Regions from separate parts of the Sus scrofa genome. Here regions 2, 3 and 4 are each linked to region 1. Evidence: chromatin contacts called from public HiChIP or PLAC-seq data. All regions are on one chromosome and are shown on one strand. The core of a region is the stretch at or near the end of the contact, and the rest is flanking DNA. Distances in the headings are between cores, read along the strand shown.

Evidence for each region. HiChIP or PLAC-seq counts read pairs in DNA pulled down with a chosen protein or histone mark.
Region 2: a contact with region 1 is called in an H3K27ac HiChIP or PLAC-seq map of alveolar macrophages. The contact joins the promoter of ZCCHC14 here to the promoter of KLHDC4 in region 1. A contact is called at or near these places in 1 of 47 Hi-C or Micro-C datasets (liver) and 1 of 2 datasets of contacts at active chromatin or transcription factors (alveolar macrophages).
Region 3: an H3K27ac HiChIP or PLAC-seq map of alveolar macrophages shows a contact between it and region 1. The contact joins the enhancer-like site here to the promoter of KLHDC4 in region 1. A contact is called at or near these places in 2 of 5 promoter capture datasets (fetal skeletal muscle and liver), 17 of 47 Hi-C or Micro-C datasets (alveolar macrophages, brain, embryonic fibroblasts and 10 more) and 2 of 2 datasets of contacts at active chromatin or transcription factors (alveolar macrophages and skeletal muscle).
Region 4: an H3K27ac HiChIP or PLAC-seq map of alveolar macrophages shows a contact between it and region 1. The contact joins the promoter of BANP here to the promoter of KLHDC4 in region 1. A contact is called at or near these places in 1 of 47 Hi-C or Micro-C datasets (blood) and 1 of 2 datasets of contacts at active chromatin or transcription factors (alveolar macrophages).

The regions. Positions count from the first base shown.
Region 1 is chr6:1,625,720-1,628,436 of Sscrofa11.1, reverse strand. KLHDC4 (kelch domain containing 4) reads right to left here and starts at 1,383. Exons shown (of 12, transcript NM_001243840.1): 1 at 1,204-1,383. The coding sequence starts at 1,302.
Region 2 is chr6:1,848,581-1,851,297 of Sscrofa11.1, reverse strand. ZCCHC14 (zinc finger CCHC domain-containing protein 14) reads right to left here and starts at 1,324. Exons shown (of 12, transcript XM_005664297.2): 1 at 681-1,324. The coding sequence starts at 1,250.
Region 3 is chr6:1,786,758-1,789,474 of Sscrofa11.1, reverse strand. The region is part of intron 2 of LOC106510444 (a long non-coding RNA gene); the gene reads left to right. Among named protein-coding and RNA genes, the nearest start is that of JPH3, 21 kb to the right of the region's middle. Within about 2 kb of position 1,309, at least 27 of the 83 cell types and tissues checked have an H3K27ac peak or open chromatin away from gene starts, as enhancers often do. A contact at or near this core is called in alveolar macrophages, retroperitoneal adipose tissue and subcutaneous adipose tissue, where this site is marked.
Region 4 is chr6:1,494,112-1,496,828 of Sscrofa11.1, reverse strand. BANP (BTG3 associated nuclear protein) reads left to right here and starts at 1,345. Exons shown (of 14, transcript NM_001244650.1): 1 at 1,345-1,425. It overlaps CA5A (carbonic anhydrase 5A, mitochondrial), which reads right to left and starts at 1,214. Exons shown (of 9, transcript XM_021093673.1): 1 at 1,097-1,214.

The sequences.
Region 1 (2,717 bases), core at 134-2,633:
GTTTGTTTTGTTTCCACCTTCCTCCCACCTCAAGAACAAAATGTAAGCTCCAAGGGAGCCAGACTTGTCTGCCTGCTTAGAACACACCTGCACGGCTGAGGCTCAGCAAGGATCAGCTGCAGCTTATCTGTGTGAGGAGGTCTCCAATTTCACAAGCGCAGAAACAGAATTAGAAGTTAAAGCCAATGACGATTTCTGCGCAGGGCAGGATGAGGGCCCCCCACCCCCAGGGATGCACGATCTGTCTGTGAAGGGCAGATGAGACTGAGGTGGGAAGAAGGTGAGGGACAGAGCAGGTCCGGAGAGCCGGCCGCTTTATCAGCCCCAGTGCTGAGAACACTAACGCCCACCAGGCGAGGGCAGCCAGGAAGCATCTGAGAGGAAGCCTCAAGGTGGTGTGGCTGGAGGGGCTGAACGCAGGGAGAGCGCTGGAGAGCACGTGGAGCCCACGTGATGCAGGTCTCCAGGGCAGGGGGAAGACATGGGGCTTCAAGAGGACACTGAAAGGGGGGGAGGGGGGGTCTGGGTGAAAGTCAATGAGGTATCTGAGACATGAGCTCTGTGCTGGACAGAACTCCAAGCTGTCCCCCAAGACCACCCCGCTTGGCCCCCCAGATGAGAAACAATGGGAGACAATGGGAGGTAACGCCCAACCCCATTACTGAACAGGTGAGGGAAGCGAGACATGAGCGACTTAGGAAGACATGAGTATGGGAATGTGGCCAAGAACTCTGGAATAAGGGACGTCTGGTCCAATTACAACTCCAAGCCACTGCACAGCTGTGTCACCTGTTAGCAAAACTCCCTAACGGGCTTGGTTGTGAGAGCACCCTCCTGACACACAGCAAACACCCATTAACCACTGTGAGTCGCCCCAGGTTAGGGAGCCCGAGAGTAAGGATCAATAGGGAGCGGAAAGCTCGCCTCTAAGGTCACCGCTGATCCTGCTCAGGAGGAGGGAGAGACAGGAGGAAGGGGGTTGCCAGCAACTGTTAGGGAACGTCCCGCAGTTCCACCTGCTGCCTCCACAGACGCTCCCAGCTCAGGGCTGCCGTGAGGATCTTCCACCCACTTTTAAAGACTTGGACTGACGCTTACAGAGGCGCGCCCGTTCGGCCCGGCAACGCCTGCGACCGCGGACGAAGGAGGCCAACCGAGGAGCCGGGCGGCCCGCGCGGGGGCCTGTCCGCCGGCCCCACTCACCTCCTCCTTCCGCGAGCGCTTGGACACCTTCTTCTCCATCTTGGCGGCCGTCTTCTCCGCCCCGCGGCCCTTCTTCTCCTTCTTCCCCTTCTTGCCCATCTCGCCGGGTGCGAACAAGCGCCAGGGCCGCGCCGGGACGGTAGCTGAGGAGCGGGCGGCCGGAGGCGCGCCGGAAATACGCTCTGGGGGCGGCGCGTGGAACGCCGTCACTTCCGGTCAGGCGCGCATGCGCCTCCAGGTGCGTGGGCGGGCCTGGTACCCTGGAGGGATGCTTCCGTGATTTTTGGAAATGGCTTCGGGCTGTGGGTGGCGTCCGCCTAGAAGCCGCGGGGCCGCCACCCCGTCCCCTCCGCCCGCACCCCCAGCCCTCTCCCGTCTCCCGGGACCCGGCCACGTCTGCAGGCCGGCTTCAGTGTTCACTGTATTTATGCGCGTTGTTAACCCTTGCAAAGTGACCTAGTTGGCTGACTCAGTGAATGAGCCGCGTTTTGTCCACGGCGGACCCTCACGCAAATCTGGTGATTGCTGTGGCTGCCATCTCGGAAGAAGCTCATAGGTTCTGGGATTCACAGACCCTAAGCGAAGGCACTCGCTTCTCCACGTAAAAACAAAACAGAACAAAAACACCAGGTAACTGTTAAGGGGTGAGGATGCTGTGCTCAGCAAGAAAAACAGCGCTGCCACTCCGCCTTCTAGGTGACTGTCTTCAAGTGTCCTGTGTTAGGGGACTTGTTTCTCCATCATCGACGCGGCAGGGCTAATGACACCCCCCTCCAAGGGCTGTTTTCCAAGGCTGAGAGCCCAAAACCGCCTGCCAGGATTCAACTCAAAACACCGTGGTAAATGGGAAAAGCCATATGTAGGACATGGAATGCTGTAGTTCAGACAGAGCAGAGTGAAAAACGCCTCTCCTTGCTGAGCTGTCATCTTTGGGCTTGTAATTAAGGAAAAAGAAGAAATTAAGAACAAGCACGAACATTGTGACAGGGAAAGCATAAATGAGGAAATTATCTCCTTTCCTACTATGTAGGTGAACCACCGCAAGGCTCAACCTTAAATCACTTTATGCCTTTTACCAAGGGGGAGGGGGGTGGTGGGAGTTTGGGATTAGCAGATGCAAACTATTGTATGTAGAACGGATAAACAGCAAGGTCCTCCTGTTTGGCACAAGGAACTACATGCAAAAGCCTGTAATAAACCATAATGGAAAAAAGTAAAGATATATCTGAATCACTTCTCCATACAGCAGAAATTAACACAACATTGTAAATCAACTATAATTTTTAAAGGCGCTCCCGTTGTGGCTCGGTGGGTTAAGAACCCAACTAGTATCCATTAAGGTGTAGGTTCGATCCCTGGCCTCGCTCAGTGGGTTAAGGATCCAGTGTTGCCACACGCTGCAGCATAGGTCCCAGGTGGTGCTCAGATTTGACGTTGCTGTGGCTGTGGTGTAGGATGGCAGCTGCAGCTCTGATTCGACCCCTAGCCTGGGAATTTCATATGCTGCAGGTGTG
Region 2 (2,717 bases), core at 75-2,574, 220 kb before region 1:
TGGTTTTCAAACACACACAATATAAACACGGATATGCATACACCTTCGTAAAAATATACATACATACGTGCACACACACAGATCCATCCACAATGCATATTAATTCAAGCACACGTGGACTCATGCACACGCACACACTGACACACGTGCACACGGCGGTCTGCAGCCGACGCCGACCCCAGCCTCGCGCCCCTGACACCAGCCCCGAGCCTGCCGGGGAAACGGGCATCTAGGCCTTGGGGGTCCCCGCGTGGCGCCCCGCCGCTGTCTTCTAAGGTTCAGTGCCCTCTAATCTCCAGCTCGCTAGCAGCTTCCTTTTCCGATAATAAACACCAGATTTGGAAATACCAAGGCGACACAATGTGTAACGGTTATCTGTCGCCCAAGAGCCCGATTAAGGGGACAAAGGCCTTATCTCGCTTCCAGCGGAAGAGGTGTACCAAGGGCTCGGACAGGCCGCGAACGCCCGGGGCGTTCTTCCCCCGACCGCGGAGCCCCCTCCCCCGGCTCGACGGGCCCCAAAGGGGCGCGGGGTGCCCGGCGGGGTCTCGGGGTTCGCGTTTAGCGTGCGAGGTGGGGACAGGCGTTGAGGCGCGGGGCACCGAGTGACATGCGAGGTGGGAGGCTGGGCCGGCCGGGAGATGGCTGGCTGGGTGGAAGCTTGGGACGCGGGCACGCACCTTGTGGCAGGCCGGGCAGGTGGGCAGCGCGCTCTTGCCCCCGGGGCCACCGCCGCCACTGCCGCCGCCGCCGCCGCTCAGGCTGCTCTGGATCTGCGTGAGCTCCTGGCGCAGCACCTGCTTCTGGTGGAAGCTGAAGGCCGGGTGGTTGGAGGCCATGGTGAAGAGCAGCAGGAACTCATCGCCCGTGCGGCCCTCGTTGAGCTGCAGCCCGTAGTTGTGGATGATGGAGTCGATGTGCGTGAGCGTGCGGTAGAGCACGCCCGCCGCCTCGCGCTGCTCCGAGCCCAGCAGCGCCAGCGACACCAGCAGCTTGCTGCGCACCACCTCGTCCGTCAGGTTGGTGAGACTGCCCAGGTCGGCCGGGTTGTTGGCCTTGATCTCTGAGTCGCGCAGCGAGTGGTAGTCCTTGCGGGCCAGGTCCTCGAGGCACGAGCCGAGGAAGCGCAGCTCGAGCGGGATGCACAGGTCCAGCAGGCCGCACAGGAACTCCACGCGCTGCGGCGACGGCAGCTCCGAGAACCAGCGGTACACGCCGTCCCTCTGCAGCGGGCAGCGCTTCTCCACCATGCTGCCGCCCGCGCCGCGCCGCCACGCGGGGCCGGGGGCCGCCGCCCGGGGCCGAGGCCGGGGCCGGGGGCGCGGGCGGGGGCGGGGGGGGCGCGGCCGGGCGAGGGCGAGGGCGGCCGGGCGCTGCGGGCCGCGCCGGGGCCGGGGCCCGGGCCGGGGACGGGAACGGGGGCGCGCGGCGCGGGCGAGACCCCCGCCAGGGGCCGGCGGGCGGGCGCGCGCGGGGCGCCGGGGGGGCCCGGGGCGGCCGGGGCGGCCGGGGGCGGCGAGCGACCTCGGGCCCCCCGCTCACGGGCGGGCTCCTGGCCCGCGCCCGTCCCCGGCGGCGGCCGGTGCGCGGCGGCGGCGGCGGCGGCTGCTCCTCGTCGTCGTCGTCGTCGCCCGGGAGGCGGCCGCCCCCATCTCCCCCCGCGCCGCAGGGTCTGTCACTGCGGGCCGCCCCCCGACGGAGCCGCCCGGGCCATGCCGCCGCGCCGCCGCGCTGGGCCGACGGCCGTTACCCGGGACGGAGGCCGCGGCGGGCTCGGCAGCGGCGCTCGGAGCGGGGCTCGGAAGCGGGCGGCGGCGGAGGGATCTGCGCCGGCACTCGCCGCGGCCTCGCGCCTCTGCTCCCCGCGCCGCGGACGGATCCGGGCCGAGCGCTGCGCTCGCTGCTGACGGGCGCCGGGACAAGGCGCAAGTGGGCGGGGTGGCCGCCTCTCGCGACAGCCGGGAGTCCGGGCCCGCCCCCCTCGCTGATTGGCTCAGGCTGCGTCTTCTCGGACCTTGATTGTTCCGGGTCCCCAATCCGATTCGCTCCTGCGCAGACCACGCCTCCCGGGGGCTGTCGATCACGTTGGGACCGCCCCGGCCCGCCCCTCGGCGACCGGTGGAGTCCATTGGCTGGCGGGCCGGGCGTGCGGAAAACCCGGGGCGGATTTCTGGCTGCTTTTGTTCGCGCAGATTTGCGTGGAGCATTGTTTTAGGTGAAGGCCGGCGTCCAGCTTTCCTGCTTTATTCCTGAGCGTCACAATAGGGAGGTAGCGAGTGTCTTCGAAAAGCCGCTGGAGCGGGCCTCCGGACGCCTGCGTCGCCGTCCCCGCTCGGCCTCTGCGAAGCTGTGTGACCTTGGGCGAGTGGCTTGCGCTCTCTGAGCCCCGGGCGCCTCCCGCGAAAGGGAGGGTGATGACAACCGCCCCCTGGGCCCGGTGAGAAGGTCGTGAGCTCACAGAGGCCGGGCGCCCGCACCTCTGAGTCGGCTGGCCTGCCTCAGGGTGTGACGGGAACAAGGTTTGTGCAGAAACCTCGCCCAAATGGAGCCATTAAGTCGGCCTCCTTTCAGCGGGTTACTTCCTTAGCTCAGAGAACCGAGAGACTGCAAGTACACCGGCCAGGGTCAGGGAGCAGGAGGAACGCCTCACCCCCGCATTTGCATTGGTACGGATTTGGGGATAGGCGGGGGAGAAGCTGATGGCCCAACCACGCAGT
Region 3 (2,717 bases), core at 60-2,559, 160 kb before region 1:
AATAACCGTCACCTCATCATTGTGTCTCTACAGGAGGTCAGTCTTTTGATTATTTTATTTTTGAACAACTGGTTTGGGGAAGGCATCTCGTTCTGAAATGACCTCAGACGGAGGGTAGATAAGGGTCCTTACAGGGGAAGCAAGAAGAAAAGACACAAAAACTAACATGAGTTTAGCAAGAAAATTGAATAGATTTGGCAAATCTATGGAAAACATCTGCATATGAGCCTGGGAAGGTGATAACAGTGGGGGTACCTGGGGAATGGAAGGGGGAAAATCTTTGCAAAGGCGGCCTTGGGCCTTCATGTGAAAGCGCTTGGGTCATGCTTGCACAGCCCGCCGCGCCGCCCGGCGCCTCTTCCAGGCTGGCCACCCTCCTGGCTTCTACTTCACTGATGAGTCAGGGCGCCTCAGAGCCGCTGGCTTCATGCCAGCGAGGGTCATCCTTCTGCCCAGATCGGGTTGGTTCACTTCCTCCCTGCAGAGTGGAACTGGGATGTTGCAGACTCTTCCTAGGCTTAATGTAGTTTCTCACTTTCCTACAGCAAACATATTTTCCATAATGAAACATTTAAAACAAAACAAAACAAAGCAAAACCCAGAGGGGAAAAAGAAACGCAAGGGGAATTCAAGGAATTGCAAGGGGAAGTCAAACACCAGCCACAAACACGGCACAGTCTCGGGGCTTCTGGTCCAGGGACAGCTTCAAAACGTGTAATTTCTGGCCAAGGCCAGCCTGTCTGTCGGCCAAGTCGGGGGAACATGGGCAGCTGCCACCGCAGGCGACGTCCTCCCCGGTCCCGTGATCCGCCAGGAGCCGGGGCGGGGGGTGGCGGGGGGGCGCTCCTTTGCTCCCTGGGGGCGCTGCTCCCAGGCTTTTGGGGTCCAGCCGTTTTCTTTCCCCCAAAGCAGCAGTGGGGAAGAAGGAAACCGCCCTCAGAAGAACGAATGGTCAGGCGGGAGGTGCCTTGGGCAGTGGGCACCGCCCAGCACGCTGTGGGCAGAGGCTCACTTCCTGGTGACCGTTGGCGAAAGGCCAGGGCTTGTGCAGACTCTTGGTGATGGTTCTGCGGTTTGGAGACCAGGTGGGGTCCTCCAAGTAGGTCTGAACCCACATCTGTCACCTAAGGCAATGTTAGCTGTCGGGGCGGGGGGGTCACTTCTCTCCCTGGATCCTTTGTCCCGACTGTAAAGCAAACAAAGAGACCAGATGCTTCTGGGGTTTCTTGCCCTCCCAGGCTGTGAAGAAGCCAGGACAAAAGGAAACTCGGGGGCGGGGGGTGGGGGGGGCGGGGGGAGACGTCACTCTGCTGTGTGGCTCACAAGGGAAAAAACGTTTGTTTACATTTTCAAATACAAGCCTCCCAGGCTCAGGGTGTGGGCTCAGAGGCAGGCAGTCTGGTTTTACACCCTGCCCCCCACCCCCAACTACCAGCTGTGTGGCTTCACAAAAATTGGAGCTCCCGTCGTGGCACATCGGAAATGAATCCGATTAGGAACCATGAGGTTGCAGGTTCGAGCCCTGGCCTCACTAAGTGGGTTAAGGATCCAGCAGTGCCGTGAGTTTTGGTGTAGGTCGCAGACGCGGCTTGGTTCTGGTGTTGCTGTGGCTGTGGTGTAGACTGGTGTCTACAGCTCCGATTCGGCCCTTAGTCTGGGAACTTGCACATGCTGTGGGTGCGGCCCTAAAAAGACAAAAACAAACAAACAAAAAACATTGCTTTGCTTTTCTGGGCCTCAGTTTCCTCATCTGCAAAGTGGGGATAATGGTAGGCCCTCCTTACGTGGTTGTTGTGAGGTTTGAGCAGGTAATATGTGTAAAGCTCTTAGGACAGCAAGGGGCCCCTGAGCAGTGCTCAGTAACTATTATCAGGTGTGGAACACACGCATACACGTGTGGCCCACACAGTAGAGTGTTTGTTATTCAGCAGCGAAAAGGAATGAAGGCAAACCTACCAGATGGGAGAAAATATTTGCAAATCATATATTTGATAAGGTGTTAATATCCAAAATGTATAAAGAACACATATGACTCAATATCAAAAAGCAAACAATCCAATTTAAAAATAGGGTATCTCAATAGACAGTTTCCCAAAGAGGACATGCAGGGGGCCAACAGGTACACGGACAGATGCTCAGCATCTTAACACGGCATCGTAAATCAACTGTCCTTCAATGACACTTAAAAAATAAAATAAAAGATGCTCGCCATCACCAACTATCAAGGGAATGCAGATCAAAACCACAGGGGGACGGCTGTGGTGTAGACCAGCAGCTGCAGCTCTGACGGACCCCTAGTCTGGGAACTTCCTTACGCCACAGGTGCAGCCCTAAAAAAAAAAAGTGTGGAGAAAAGGGAGTCCTTATACACTGTTGGGGGGAAAGGAAATTGGTGCAGCCACTATGGAAAAGGGTACAAAGATTTCTAAAAAAAAGTAAAAAATAGAGCTACCATACAATCCAGTAATTCCACTTCTGGACACTTGTCTGACAAACCTGAGAACACTAACCTGAAAAGACGCATGCAACCCAGTCTCAGTTTTCCAGCTCAGGTCTGGCTGCTCGCCACTTAAAAGCCAGTCCTCGAGAGGCAAGGGTTGGTAGAGAGGAAAGCTTGGCGCCCTGAGCGGCTGCCAGCAACCTGGGGAGAAGCTGAAGTGGTGTCCCCCACCAGCTCCGAAAATTCTGCTCAGACGGGACAGTGTCCACGGGCAAAG
Region 4 (2,717 bases), core at 96-2,595, 130 kb after region 1:
AGCGAATCTAGCTAGGAACCATGAGGTTGTGGCTTCGATCCCTGGCCTTGCTCAGGGGGTTGATGATCCGGCGTTGCCGTGAGCTGTGGCGTAGGTCGCAGACGCGGCTCTGATCCTGCGTTGCTGTGGGTCTGGCGTAGGCCTGCGGCTACAGCTCCGATTAGACCCCTAGCCTGGGAACCTCCATGTGCCCCGGGAGCGGCCCTAGAAAAAGAGGCAAAAGGACAAAAAAAAAAAAAAAAAAAGAAAGAAAGAAAAGCAGCGGTAATACAAGCACACAAGAAAAACAATACCATTAAGCAGGAATACTATTTTTGGGAATTACCTATAGTTTGGGGATTTTTTCCCTATGGGTACCCACAATTGTGCTTTTATGCAAAATAAACATATAGATATTCATATGTCCTATGTTTATGTTCACATATAACTATGATTACATTAATACGCAACAGTCTACATATTACATATGCACATATTTATTTACCAATTACACAGAATACATATTATCATGTATAATTTTTTTTTTTCAGGGCCACACCTACAGCATACCTAAGTTCCCAGGCTAGGGATGGAATCAAAGTTGCAGCTGCTGGTCTACACCACAGCCACAGCCACAGCCACGTCAGATCCTGAATCCACTGAGTGAGGCCAGGGATCGAACCTCATCCTTATGGATACTAGTCCTGGTCGTTACTGCTGAGCCACAACAGGAACCCCTATATCACGTATAATTAATACGCACTTTTCCACGCGCGTGCACTCGAGCCTGTGGAGACCCTGAGGACGCCTAAGCATACCCCGTTACTCGGAGGAACGCCGCCACAGCGGCGGTGGGAGCGATTCCTGGACACGCCTGGGGCAGCGGGCCAGGCATCTGAACTACAAGTCCCAGCATTCCGCTTGCGGCGAGGGACGAGGGACCCGAGCGCGGGCGAGACCACAAATACCGGCAGGCTTGGCGCAGATGCAGGGACCACGAATCCCAGAATGCACTGCTCAAGGCTCGCGCAAAGCCCTCCGGGACATGTAGTCTTAGGGGTGGCTAATTCCTAGTCATTCCGCCTCAAAGAAAATGCAAATTCTTCGAACAGCCTACCGACGTGATTTCTCCGGGATTATCCGGGAGCCCGAGCGCACGACAGTGAAGTAAGCAGCCCGGGGGCCCGAACTGCGGCGGGGGAGCGGGACGCGTGCGCATGCCCGGCGGTCGTCGGCGCCGGCGAAAGCGCGCGCGGAAGGCCTCGCACGGCAGGCCCCGCCCCTGCACCCGGCGCGCCCGCCCGGGAGCCTGCGCAGACGGCGCGGGGTGGAGGGCCGTGGGGAGGGACTCGCGGCGCCTGCGCAGTGCGGCGGCTTCTCTCGCGAGGACGGACGCCATTATCGCATCTCCCCGACAAACACCACGAGAATTCCGCAGCCCACACGGTAATTGCAGCTCCCGCAGCCGGTCGCGTCTCCACCTCCCCCTTCCCGCGGGGCGAGAGCGAGAGCGAGATCTCCCCTCCTCCCTCCTCCCTGCGCCCTCCTCCGGCCGCCGCGCCCGCGCCGCCGCCGCCCCCGCCCCCGGACGCGGGGGCCCGGCCCCAACGGCCCGCCGCCCTGGGCGCCCCCGCCTCAGCCCTGCCGGCCGCCGGCCCGCCGCGCCCCGGCCCGGCCGGGCTCCCGCCGCCCCCGCGGGCCTGTCCCGGAGCCGGAGCTGGAGCCGGCGCGGCGCGGGCCTCCCTTCCGGGACCTCGTCCCGCGGTGTCCGGGCCGCGGGCCGGGCGGGGGCGCGCCGCCTCTCCTCCGGGACGCGACCTCGCCTTCGCCGGGCGGCCCCGCGGGTGGGCCGGGCGGCGGGGAGGCCGCTCCGGCGCGGGCTGCGGGAGAGCGGCTGCGGGGCAGCCGGGCCTTCCCGGGGCCGGGCCCGTAGCCGGAAGTGCGGGGGCAGGAGCCTGGGGGGCGGGCGGGTGGTCCGGCCGCGTGAGGGGCCCGAGGTGCCCGCGGTGCCGCCCGGGGGCCGCCGCCGCCGCAGTGCCCGCGCCCTGCCCCCCGCGTGCTCCGCTCCGGTTCCTTTGGTCTCGCAGTTAAAATAAGTGCGTGTTCTTGGCACGCGGGGCTCTGTCCCCGTGGGCTCTCATTTCTAGGGACGGCTGTCACTCGCGGGTCCTGTGCGGTGGCGGGGACGGCCAGCCTTTCGGCGAGCCGGGCAGGTGAGAGGGGCTGACGGAGACCCACGCAGGTCAAGGGGCCCGCCAGGACACGCAGGCCGGGGGGACGTGTCTCAACCCCACGCTCCTGAACCGCACGTACATTTAGTGCTTTGATAAGGGAACGTCCACGGGGAAAGCGTCCCTGGGAAACCTCGGCCGAGAAGCAGCAGTTCCCGGGCCGTCGTTCTGTGCCGCTGCTGGAGACTTAGCTCCGTGGTGTAAACAATAAGCCGAGGTTACCAGTTTATACGTTCTTGACTTGCTGCCTTTTTGTCACATAGAATGACTTGGCGTTTTATGTCAGATCCCATCTCTCCTCTGCCCAGAGTGCACCGTGTTCAGGAAACTCGTTTGGATCGGACCATAAGTCGGCCGATACCACCCTGTGAGCTGTTTGTGTTTTCTAGCGCTCCTAATGGCTTTTCTTTTCCCTCGCATCTTCTCTTCCCCTCGACTCTACAGGGCTTTAAATTCTCAGCGGCGCTGTGGGGTCCTCCAGTCTCCCCCTTCCCAGCCCCCGGTCCT